Linked DNA regions of Rattus norvegicus: region 1 is linked to region 2. Evidence: chromatin contacts called from public Hi-C data. All regions are on one chromosome and are shown on one strand. The core of a region is the stretch at or near the end of the contact, and the rest is flanking DNA. Distances in the headings are between cores, read along the strand shown. Region 1 holds the start of Pnpla1 (patatin-like phospholipase domain containing 1). Region 2 holds the start of Slc26a8 (solute carrier family 26 member 8).

Region 1 (6,097 bases), core at 1,463-3,962, 170 kb before region 2:
CAAACCGAATTGATCCTAAAAGGTCTTGCTATAAACTCATATATATTTGGTTTTCGACATGGTCTCTCTGTGTAGCCCTGACTCTCTTGAAACTCACTCTGTAGACCAGGCTGGCCTCGAACTCAGAGATCTGCCTGCCTCTGCATCCCGAGCACTGGGATTAAAGTCCGGGACAGTATATTTTTAAGAACTTACTATAAGGGTTGGGGATTTAGCTCAGTGGTAGAGCGCTTGCCTAGCAAGCGCAAGGCCCTGGGTTCGGTCCCCAGCTCTGGGAAAAAACAAAAACAACAACAACAACAACAAAAACCCTCTGAAAGAACTTACTATAAGGCAGCAGAGGCGCAGGCTGGGGCTGGGGCACTGGGTAGAGTGTTTGCCTAGCCTGTGCAAAGCCTTAGGTTCAATTCCTAGCACCATGAAAACTGGTATGGAAGTGTATGCCTGCTACCCCTGCAGTGAGGAGGCAGGAGGATCAGAAGTTAAGGTCATCCTCAGCTACCTAGAGAATTCAAGGCTAGCCTGTGCTACGTGAGACCCTCCCTAAATAAAGCAAAGATAAGGGGATGGCGAGAGGGTTTGCAGGGACCCTGTATCTAGGGGCTGACTCTTACCTTTCCGAAGGCCTGGTATCTTTTCCCCTGGGTGAAAACACTTTGGGTGTGTAACCACAGAGGGCCCCGTGCCTAAGAAAGATCTGGAAAGATCTTTATCCCTCTCTTTGCCCAGGCTTGGGGAGGGTGAGTGGACTAGGGGCTGCAGGGTGGGCAGAAATTTTAACTCTCTTGTCCCATCGTTTCTTATAAACTATTAAAAAGGAGACGGTTCCTTGCCTGTGTGCGGCAACTAGAGAGGGCCCTACTGTTGCCCTTCAGGGCAGAGCCCCACCCCCATCGGCTGCCGCCTCCTCAGAGATCCAATAGCTGACCCTTCAGTTGGTCTCAACTCAACCTTCTAGCACATTCCAAACCTAATCCCCATCCTCCTCCACAAAGCACACTCATCCCCTAGTCGGTTTCTACTCAGGCCCCTCCAACCCAGCAGTCAGGCCTCCTTAAAACCCCCAAACCAGACTGTTGGCGGTTTCCAGCACTCCATGCTCAATCACAAAGCAGTTCACTCCTATCAGTGAAGTTCCTTCTTTGACAAACCCAGGTCAGGCCGTCATAGGGATTGTCCTGATAACAGAAGCTGGAGCACAGGGACTGGCTTCTGTGTGTTCAGAATTGAATGCCACAGGCCACTTGGATGGCCTCCCCCTCAACATGGCCGCCCCTGAACATCTCTGGAACACGGTCCCCCTTCCCGCTTCAGCCCCAGACAGCTGCAGTTTGTTTGCAGACCCCATCCCTCATGACACGAGAGACCTCTCCATTTGGAAGTTTGTTATCTGTCTTTTCTCTCTAGAATGTTCTAGAACTTCAGCTCCACAGGGGTTCTACATTACAGCCTGGCCTTGAGCGGGTCGGGGTGGCTGGGCCCGTGCTCTACACTGTTAGGACAAGGAGGCTGTTGCTCAGAGCCCTGGGTCAGCCCTGTGGTCTCCGGCCCACCACTGAAGCTGAAGCTCCCACACTGTGCCTCACTGTCTGTTCCCAGCTTCTCCTCAGTCCTCAGGGTTTGCATGTTGAGAGCCCCTTCCTCACTAAGAAGAGGGGGCAGTGCTTGCATTTAAAAAACAAGAAAAAAGGGGCTGGGGATTTAGCTCAGTGGTAGAGCGCTTACCTAGGAAGCGCAAGGCCCTGGGTTCGGTCCCCAGCTCCGAAAAAAAAGAACCAAAAAAAAAAAAACAAACAAGAAAAAACATCACCCAGCCTCACTCCTCATGACCAGACTATAGTGGTCTGGCCCAGCACAGGAGGAAGAGGAAAAGCGCATGCTTGGATGTGCGTGCGTGCATACGTGCGTGCGTGTGCGTGTGCGTGCGAAGGGGGAGCTACCCTGGCTGTCAAGCTTGGCTTTAACCCCCCCAGTGCACTTCCAAGTTGGACACGGTCTGCTCTGAGGAGTCCCTCCAGCAGCCCCCTTCAGAGACACCAGAGTAAAGGTCTTACCCATCTCAATCCCGCAGATGACCAAGGCTGCAATCACGGCGCCAGCTGACGTCCCTGCAAAGCGATGAGCCGTGTCCAGCATCCTAGGGGCCAGATCTCGCAGAGCATCCACGGCCCCAGCCTGGTAGTAGGACAGGAACCCGCTCCCGGAGAAGGAGATGGAATGAGGGGTGTCTGGGTCTCCTTTGAACACCTGTTCGTCCATCTTTGGGGCCTCTGGCCTCCCAGCGGAGGAAAAACCTACACCTGTCTGCCTTGGCTCAGTCTCTCCTTCCCTGTCAGTCAAGAGCCGGGAATGTACCGGCCCAGCCAGGCACCCACGGGTGGTTCATCCAGCCACTGCCTGGGCCTGTTGAGCTCTGCTGAGAGACACCCCTGAAGGCCTGATAAGGGACCCCAGGTCCTGGATGAAATGTAGACAGTTCTCAGAGTCATGGGCAGGGGCGTGGTCCTGCAGACCCCATGCTGACTTCATGACCTAGCTAGACTCACAGCGGGGCGCAGGCTCTTCAGCGCTCTCCACCCATCCTGGGCGCACTCTGGAGCGAGGCATTCCCTGCTCCCTGCTCTGGGCCGTGTCCACAGAGGCGGCGCCTTTCAGCCCTTAGCATCCAGTTGCAAAATCTCTGCCTCTCCCTGTACCTCCCTCACTGACTGGGGACTGAGTTACATGCCACGCCCCTAGTCGCCACGCCCCCAGTCCGTGTGTGTGTGTGTGTGTGTGTGTGTGTGTGTGTGTGCGTGTGTGTGTGTGTCCCATCCCACCCCCCCCCCGCCCCCAAGCAAGGCTTTGGCTTTCAATGGGGAGGAGCAACTCATATCGCCCCCATGCTCCTTCCTCACCCTCCTCAGACTCTGGAAAGGTCTTACACAAGCTCCTCTCTATTCTCCCCCCCCACCCCCCGGGGCTGGGGACCGAACCCAGGACCTTGCGCTTCCTAGGCAAGCGCTCTACCACTAAGCCAAATCCCCAACCCCGCTCCTCTCTATTCTTACCTTAGCACAAAACTGGGCAAAAACTAACAAGAGTTTGGCTCTGGGTGACTGCCTGGTTTGCTTTCCATTGATAACACGGTGACCACAAGCAACTTGGGGAAGGAAAGGGGTATCTCAGCTCACAGTTTAAGGTTCATCATGAGGGAAAGTCAGGGCAGAGAGGCAGGAACTGATGCAGAGGCCATGAGAACGCTGCTTACTGCTTGCCGGCTTACTCCCCATCACTAGCTCAGCCTGCTCTTACATAACCCTGGGCCACCTGCCCAGGGACGGCCCCGCCCACAGTGGGCGGGGCCCGCTCCCATCAATCATTAATCAAGACAATACCGGACAGACTTGTGCGCAGGCCTATTTGATGGAGGTAATGAGGGTTCCTCTTCCCAGCTTCTGTCAATAACCAGCCAGTAGTCTCCAGCCTCCTTCCCACCTCTCACTCCACCTCCTCATCCCTGGCCTGGTCCATGCCCTCTTGCCTGTCCGTGGCCTCTGTGCCAGCTCCAGAGGCCAGAAGGGGGCATTGGATGCCCTGCAGCAGGAATCACAGGCAGCTGTGGGTACTGGGAACTGAACCCAGGTCCTCAGGGAGAGCATCAAGCCCTGAGCCATCGCTCCGGCTGGCGAGCGTCCCTTATGTGTACAGGAGGGAAGAGAGCAGAGAGCTGGACCATTCCAAAATGGTCCAAAACAGCTTGTGAATGGGGGTAGGGTGGGGTCATGAGGTCTCCTGTAGGGACATCAGGATCAGAGAGGTGTTTTGGTAAGTGACAGGGGCTTGGGGACCAGGGTTAGCTCTAGGGGCTGTAGGGCATGACTCCTGGAGAGGAGGAAATTTCCTCACCACCTAAAAATGTCACTGCAGATCTCTAAGGCAGCAAAAGCTTTCTTAGTTGCCTTCTTCCCCTCCTCCCCTTCCTCCTCCCTTTCCCCCTCCACCATCACAGCCATCACAGCCATCACCATCACCAATCACCCAATGACAGCAGGACCAGAATTAGAACTGAGACACCAAGCCGCCTCTCTCCTAGTCCCAGTCAGCTCCAGCCTCAACTCCCAGAGACCAGATACTAACTGGCTTCCTGGGAGTCTGACAAGCGAATGTGAAGTCACCAGAGAGCCATCCGAGGAGCCCTGTAATTAACTACTACATTGTTCAAGGCTAGATTGCCCCAGGAGGAGTAAAGGGGGAGGGAGAGCAGGCAGGGCAGGGGACAGCTATGGGCTTCCTTGGGAGGGGAGGCATGCTGGGCTCAGAGGCATGGGAGGGAGTCTTGGGGTCAGAGAGAACGGGTTCACCCCCTGGCGATTTACTGCTATTTACGTGCAGTAGGACCGCACAATACATTTGGATTTTCCCCTCTTTGCAAAACAGGCGGTAATTCCAAAGTTTAGCAGGGGTTATAGAACAACAGGTTATAGGACAACATGCCTGCCAGTATCAGAGGACAATGGAGTCCAAGGTTTCTGAAGCAGATGGATCCAGAGTCTGTAGAAGAGAATGGTAAGGTCAGGGAGATGCGTGACCTCGGATCTCCCAGTGGAACACAGCGGGCTTGGAGAACACCCCAGCTGGGGAGTCCTGGAAGGGAGGGGAAGTGATGCAGGAAGTCCGGGTGGCCAGGCCAGGGGATAGCTGGAGGATGAGTCAGCGAAGCTATTGCCACAGAGTGTCAGATTGTGGGACTGGCTAGGTGAGCAAGGTGATTCATAGATAATGCTTGGTTTTCTGCCTGGGGCTAGGGAGAGGCAGGGTGCCTGTGGCAGACCGAGAAACTGGGGCACAGGTGAGGACACTGGTTGAAGATTTTATCTGTCTGTTTGTCCATCCATCCATCGTATGATTTGGGTGCTAGAAAGACGCTTGGCAGTTAGAAACACTTGCTTCTATTGCAGGGGACCTGGGTTCAAATCCCAGCACCAACATGGGGGGGACTTAAACCATCTGTAAATCTAGTTTTTGAGGATCTGGTGCCCTCTTCTGGCCACTAGGGGCACTACATACACACGGTATACACGCAGGCACACCAGCCATACTCAGAAAATAAGAATGAATTTAAAATATTATCCTTGTATGTTTTTTAAGCTGGGCATGGTGTGCAACGCCTTTAATGCCAGACAGCACTTGGGAGGCAGAAACAGGTGGACCTTTAGGAATTTGAGGTCAGGCAATGCTACATAACCCGGTCTTGTCCCAAAACAAACAAGTAAGCACAAAGATAATACGGTTTGTGTGTGTGTTTGTGTTCAAGCTGTGTGCACATGTGGAGATCACAGAATAATTTTCTGAAGTAGACTCTTGCTTTCAGCTCTCACCTTGACTTAAACGCTAAGAGGAAACCTCAGTTAAGAACTGACCCCAGGGATAGAGACAGCTCAGCAGTTAAGAGCACTGACTGCTCTTCCAGAGGTCCTGAGTTCAAATCCCAGCAAGCACATGGTGGCTCACAACCATCTGTAATGGGATCCGATGCCCTCTTCTGGTGTGTCTGAAGACAGAGACACTGTAGTGTAGTCACACGCATAAAATAAATAAATCGTTGAAATGTAAAAAGAAGAAAAAGACCCCCCCCAATCTGGCCCACGCCTTTACTCCCAGCACCTAGGAGGCTGAGGCAGGTGGATCTCTGAGCTCCAAACCCAACAGCTCTGGTCTACAGAGCGAGTTTCAGGACAGCCAGGGCTACGCAGAGAGCCCTGTCTCCCAAAACAAAAAACCAAACAGGATTGCTCCCATTATGCCGGCATGTGGGCATGTCTGTGGACATTTTCTCCATTGTCAATCGATGTAGGAAGGTGCAGCCCAATGTACCCTGTGATCCCTGGGCAGATCCACAGGCCTGGGTTGTGTAAGAAAGGAAGCTGAGCAGGAGGGGAGGAGGAGTCATTAAATCCTGCCTCCCAGTTCCTGCCAAGGCTTCTTCCTTGGTACATTGCTACATTGTAATGGCTGCCAAATTAACTCTTTCCTCCCCCAGCTCCTTTTGGTGTTATCAGAGCCTATCTTTCCACCACGTGAGACCTAGGAATTGAACTCTGGACCTTGGATTTGG
Region 2 (6,485 bases), core at 3,439-5,938:
GATTTAGTTTCTTAGAAGAAATTACCATGTTTAGCTACAGGTTTGTTACATGTTTACATGCCGATTATAAACTATGGGTCACCATGTCTACAACACAGTAAGCCACCCATAAAAGGCAGCTATTAAACCCATCCATTCTCCTACACGTCCAACGACAAGATGAGCTGTCTTGTTCTGTACTCATCTCAAGAACCCAGCCACTACTTGGTGGTGTGCGGTACACACTAATGACTAAATGGCTATGGATGACCTAGAAGTAATTCTTAACGCTCACTCCCAAGGCATGGGTTCAAGTGGGCCCAGCCAGGGGCTGGAGAGAGGCCTCCCCAGAGGAGGCACTCACGTTCCTGTTTGAGTTTCCTTACATTCACCACAAAGATTTTCCCCATGCCCCAAACCACACAATCAATGCTTTGCAACAATGTGGTCTTTAACGCCTGTTTCCCTTTTCAGGCAGTGAATAAAGTTCCTTAAAACTTGGAGAACTTAGCTTAGTTCCCTTTACACTTTTAAAAAGAAAGATATTTGTCAAACCATACCAATTCTCACATTTCCAGACTGATTGACTTATTCATCTCTGATTTACAGTTGGTAACACTACAGTTTATCTCTTGTTGTTTCTTTTTACCGTTGTTCACTAAATACTACAAATAAAAATAACAATAATCGGGGTTGGGGATTTGGCTCAGCGGTAGAGTGCTTGCCTAGCAACCACAAGGCCCTGGGTTCGGTCCCCAGCTCCGAAAAAAAGAAAAGAAAAAAAAAAAAAAAAAAAACCAATAATCTTAAAAAAGAAAGTTACAAATCACTGTATATCATGTCCCATTCAGGGATTCCTTTCTTGAAGAGACCTCAGGTCCCTCACAACTTATTACAGTCGGCAGTAGGACAGCCTTCTCTCTCCTCAAGACTTCAGTCTAAATCCCCCTCTATTATCTCCATTCAAGTGGACTTCATTATTCTCCAACATCTCAGAGGATGAAGAAGAAAGGGAACACAGGCCTCAAAGTGGATTAAAAAAGAAATCCAAGAAGCCAGGTATAGTCTTGCATACCTTTAACTGCAGCACTCTGGGAGACAGAGGCCAGCTGATCTGCGTTGGAGGCCAGCCTGGTCTACAATGTGAATTATAGGACAGCCCATCTCAAAAACAACAGCCAACAAACAAACAAACAAACCAAAAGGTGCTTTTCAGATGCATCTAAAAAGCTGCTAATTGAAAACAATTTCAAGTAACCCGAGAGCGGTAACGCCTATACATCTGACTGGAGGTGACATTTGCTCAGTCACAGACAGTTTCAGTTATCTTTCCCTCATGGATAGGCTACATAAATCTCTAAGGTAGAATGTCTGGGGCTGGAGAGATGGCTCAGTGGGCTGGAGAGATGGCTCAGTGGTTGAGAGCACTGACTGCTCTTCCAGAGGTCCTGAGTTCAATTCCCAGTGACCACATGGTGGCTCACAACCATCTGTAAGGGAATCCAATACCATCTTCTGGTCTGTCTGAAGACAGTGTACTCATATGTAACACATACACAAATCTTTAAAAAAAAAAATCCCTGGGGGCTGGAGAGATGGCTCAGTGGTTGAGAGCACTGTCTGCTCTTCCAGAGGTACTGAGTTCAATTCCCAGCAACCACATGGTGGCTCACAACCATCTATAATCAGGTCTGGTGCCCTCTTCTGGCCTGCAGGTGCATACATGCAGGCAGAAAGCTGTATGATGTATACATAATAAATAAATAAATGTTAAAAATTTAAAAAAAAAATGTCTGTGTCTCTGGAAGACAGGCAAGGAACTGACAGACTAGAAGGCAGGGCTGAAAGCAGGGTTTTTTCTTTTTTGTTTTGTTTTTTTTTGCTGCAGACCTCTTTGACCCTTATTTCAAGCGACCTGCTTTGTGCTGTGCACTGCTGCAGTGTAAGGCCAGGACTGTGCCATGGTTACATCACTAGGCCAGCACTACCTATGTTCAAGAAACTGTTTGGTAAGGGCTGGGGATTTAGCTCAGTGGTAGAGCGCTTACCTAGGAAGCGCAAGGCCCTGGGTTCGGTCCCCAGCTCCGAAAAAAAGAACCAAAAAAAAAAAAAAGAAACTGTTTGGTAGAAGTCTATCTCATTGGGAGGCTGTGCTCAATCCCATTGCAAGAAAGTAACAGCACTAGAGGAAGTGGTGTTGGTTTCACTGTGGCAAGTCACTGTAAAGCTGGCTCTTCTGCCAGGGCAGCAGTGGCCCTAGGAAACCCTGCAAGTTCCCTCTCCCAGAAGCCCTGAGTTCTGCTCCATCCTTCCCAAGCATCCAAATGGGGACAAAAGCCTGATGCTGTAACAGTGAGCAATGAAGACTGGAGATACTGAGGGAGCTGGTGAGTACTAGAGAAACAAACCAATCACAAACACGGGATGTAAATTATTGACATCCCCTTTAAAATGCAAACTGCCAGTCTGTAAACTTGGGGGAAAGAGGTCAGGGCTGGTGCTATCAGCAGCACAGCCTAGGCAGCTCCAACGAGCAAACGCAATATGATCTGTTGCCGGACATGGTTGCACAATCGCAATTACCAGGAAGATTCTACCAAACAGGAAATTCACGATGTGACTTTAAGTAACACAGGATTCATACTTAAAGATTAACACATCCAGAAGCCTAGAATTTGTTCCAAAGGGGGGGAAAAAAAACATTTCACAGGCTCTTTCAGGGAAACGTGAATATAAATCACTAAAACGCAGAAGAGTCTAGTCTGTTGAGTCTGGTCTTTACTTTCAGATAGGGAGGTCTAAACTGACACTGAGTCCCAATAAATGAGACTATATGAATCCTTGAAAGTCCCTGACATTTCTGGAGTGGACCTTTGACTGTATAAATTTAATCTGAAACCTGCTCCCAGGGCCTTGTGTGGTAGCAAATGCCTTTATTCTCAGCGCTGGCAGGAGACAAAATTTGTTGAGTTCCAGGCCAGGCTTTGGTCTAGCCACTGAGGCTCAGGCCAGACAGGGCCATCCATAGTGAGACTCTGTCTCAAACGAACTCAAACAAAAAGCCGAAGTGTTAATGAAAGCTGAAAGGCATCGTTTTCTGCGGCCAGGTTCTCCCGAAAAACCCCCATGTGCCTCGGTGCTTACAAGCTTAAAGCCCCCTGCAAATCTTCTAAGGGGCTTAAAGAAAGAAAAGCATCCCAATTAAAAACCATTTACAACTCCAGCACTCGGTCCCACCTTTTTGATCTTTGAGGGGCGCCCAACAGATCAGAACCACTCTGGCTCCGTATGGAAAACTGGTTTTGTCAAACAATACTGAACTGAGCAGCGCTGTGTGACTAAGCTGAGAGCTGGAGCGTCCTTGCAGGCACTGCCACCCTCCCTCCCCGAAAAGGAAATACGCTTTCAACCGAATCGGAAACACACCACGGCAAGCTGGCACCCCGCGGTCCCCGAGATAAAGTCGGTATTATTTTAAGCCCTTCGGGGTGCTGCTAATTCAGGTGCGAATCCCAAAAGAACGTTTCCCGATTCTGGGTTTTTCGACCGAAGCTTGCAAAAATGGTTAAATGGGAGGGAAAAACTGAGAAAGAGAAAAAAAAATTCCGGGAAAGGGAGCGCTTTTTCTTGCAAGTTTCGTTCAGGTGACCGCAGTCCCCGGGTCAGGCTTTGACCTACTGCTCCTCGCCGGAGCTGCGCCCAGCTCGCCCGCTCCCCGGGGCAGGGCTCCTGCGTGCCAAGTGGCGGTACCCGGAGGCAGGGTCCAGAGGCCGCACGGCTGCAGAGGGACCCCCGGGAGGAACGATCTTGCGAGCATGGAGAGCACAGGGTGGAGCCCCATCACACCGCGCCCACGGCTGACCCGATCCCGCACACGGTTCCCCACCCACCTGAGTGTGCAGGGCGAGGGGTGCAGGACACGTCCCGCTCCAACTGCCCCCTGCACCCCCAAGACACGCCCGCAGGAGAATTCCTGCCGCTGGGCGCATCGCTGAGCTGTGGGGACAGGCCTGGCGCTCAGGCATGCAGGGCCACCCTGCTTGCTCCACCACGTTCCCTCCCACCCCCGCCCCCAACCCCAAGCCCGGCGACACTCACCACACCGAGCCGTAGGCTCCCGAGCCCACCGGGGACAGGTTCTGGTATCGCTCGGGCACCTCCCAGACGGTCTTGTTCAGCTCCTGCCGGTAGAACGTGGGCCTCTCCTGCGACATCTTCCAGCGGCGGCAGCGCGGCGACGAGGTGGCCGAGCGAGGGCCCCTGCCTGCAGCCGCACGCTCTCCTCTGCGCCCTCTCGCTCGCCCGCGGCAGACCCGACCCCGCGCCCGCGCAGGTGTGGAGGCTGCGACCCACGGCTCCTGTCAGCCGCGGCGGCACCTACGAGCCTCGGCAACGAGCGGGAGCCGGCTGCACGGTTCGACGCAGCTCCCGCCGCGGTCCCCTTGCAGCCGCTCCCTGGGGAGCGCACGCCGACGCTGCGCGACAGCCGCTCGCGCTCTAGCGCCCGCTCGGGCTCCAGTGGCCGCGATCTCCCCCCTCTCCCCGCAGGCAGCGGCCGGGGAGGCTCTAGCAGGACTCTCGCGAGAACAGCTCCGCGAGCCGAGATCTTACCCAATATGGAACCTGCCCGTGGGGCGGGGGTGCTCGAGAAGAGCGCGCGGGACGGGAAGATCTCGCGAGAAGAGAGACACGGCTCCGGGAGCTGAGGCAGGAACTCTAGGGGAGACTCTGCTCCCGGGGGGCGCCGAGGGTGGGGGCGGACCGCAGCGTAGGCCGCGCGCGCCTCTCTGTGGTCGGACCGGCGAATGCCCGGCGCCGTGGCGGAAAACCACTGGGACGGCGTCGGGGGGGGGAAAGAGAGCCAAGCGGTCTTTGAGCTCCGAGCCACCTGCTCACCGGAGCCGGCGATTTCCAAGAAAGATTTGCAAGAGCAGACTGGCCCTGTCCAGAAAGCTGTTGCGTTCCCATCCGCTCAAGGACGCGTGGCTTATCTCGGGACGCTGATGAAACCTGTCCCCCTCCCCACCCAGGCAAACATTAACCCGGTCTCAAAGCCCAGGCTCTCCCTCCCGCCGGACGCTCCTAGCAGCTTCTAAATGTCCTCACCAGAAGAACCACCGTGGAAGGTGTAGGAGGAGGTTCCAGGGACCCACTAGGGAGTCCGATGCACAAGGTCAGAGGTGGACGTCAGGAATGGCCACTTTGAGGCTGAGACCTGCGTTTGCAAGGCCCTGGGTTCGATACCCATGACTGGAAGGGAAACACACTCTCTCTCTCTCTCTCTCTCTCTCTCTCTCTCTGCAGGTAGGTCATTCCATTTCAGGAAAGTTTCTCATTTATTTTACTTATTTAGATGTACACATCCTGTAATGCCAGCGTTTGGAAAGACCAGGAGACCCGTCTCATGTATTTGATTTTATTTATTTACTGAATTATTTAGATTTATACAGCCTGTGATTCTAGCATCTGGAAAGACCAAGAGACCCTTCTCATATATTTGATGTATTTATTTAGATTTACGTAGCCTGTAATTCCAGCGTTTGGAAAGACCAGGAGACCAGCCTCTGCTATATAGTGAGTAGTTAAGAGACCTGCCTGGGCTGTTATGAGACCATATCTGGAACACCCCAAAGCCCATGACTCCGGTTCGAGACCGACTCCTGCCAATTTAGAACCATCCAAAATTTAGAAATTTAAAGGAAAAATTGGGAGAATTTTAAGAACTTAAATTGAGGGAGCTGGAGAGATGGCTCGGTGGTTAAGAGCACTGACTGCTCTTCCAGAGGTCCTGAGTTCAATTCCCAACAACCACATGGTGGCTCACAACCATCTGTAATGAGATCTGATGCCCTCTTCTGGTGTGCCTGAAGACGGCTAAATAAATCTTTAAAAAAAAAAAAAAAAAGAAGAAAAAAAAAAAAGAACTTAAATTGAGAGGATTTTAAAGACATAATTCATGAGAAATTTAAAGAATCCACGCCTTTGGAAGTTTGGGGAAACGACGAGGGCTTCGGACATTTATTAAGACAAGTCTGTTGAGCTTCCTTAGGCCCCGGTTCTAGTCTCCACGAGGGAAACCCAGCCCTCCATTCCCACCTAGTGGAATCTTCCGTAGAAGCCGAGAAAAAGATAATAAAAGTGAACGGGGAAAGTTAGACCCGTAAGAACTCACATCCACCCACCCCTACGCGGAGCAGGAGGACCGGGAACTCCTATTCTCGTGCCTGTTTCTGGAAGATCCGAAGGGTCCCGGCCCAGGTCTGTGGAGGGCAGCCAGAGACCCCTTCTCCTCGCCCAGATGCCGTCCTCGCCCGTCACCCGCACAGCCGGAACGCCGGCGGGTTCTGCAGCAACGGCTCGGGAACTGCCGGCCTCTGCGTCCGCAGCACCGCCGCCAGCCAGGCTGGAGCCGAGTCTGTCCCCAGCGTCTGCGCTCCTGCCGGTCACCGGAAACCAGGTGAGCCCTGCCTGCCGCCTCCCGTAGCATGGCTGCTTGGGTCACCTGC

The links. Hi-C and Micro-C count contacts between places; a contact is called where the count stands out from the background.
Region 1: a Hi-C map of Schwann cells shows a contact between it and region 2, with 4 times the contacts expected there. The contact joins the promoter of Pnpla1 here to the promoter of Slc26a8 in region 2. A contact is called at or near these places in 2 of 12 Hi-C or Micro-C datasets (the A7r5 cell line and Schwann cells).

The regions. Positions count from the first base shown.
Region 1 is chr20:6,916,304-6,922,400 of GRCr8, reverse strand. It overlaps Pnpla1 (patatin-like phospholipase domain containing 1), which reads right to left and starts at 2,712. Exons shown (of 10, transcript NM_001191841.2): 1 at 2,055-2,712. The coding sequence starts at 2,259.
Region 2 is chr20:6,749,387-6,755,871 of GRCr8, reverse strand. Slc26a8 (solute carrier family 26 member 8) reads left to right here and starts at 4,688. Exons shown (of 20, transcript NM_001107614.3): 1 at 4,688-6,436. It overlaps Mapk14 (mitogen activated protein kinase 14), which reads right to left and starts at 4,513. Exons shown (of 12, transcript NM_031020.3): 1 at 4,078-4,513. The coding sequence starts at 4,193.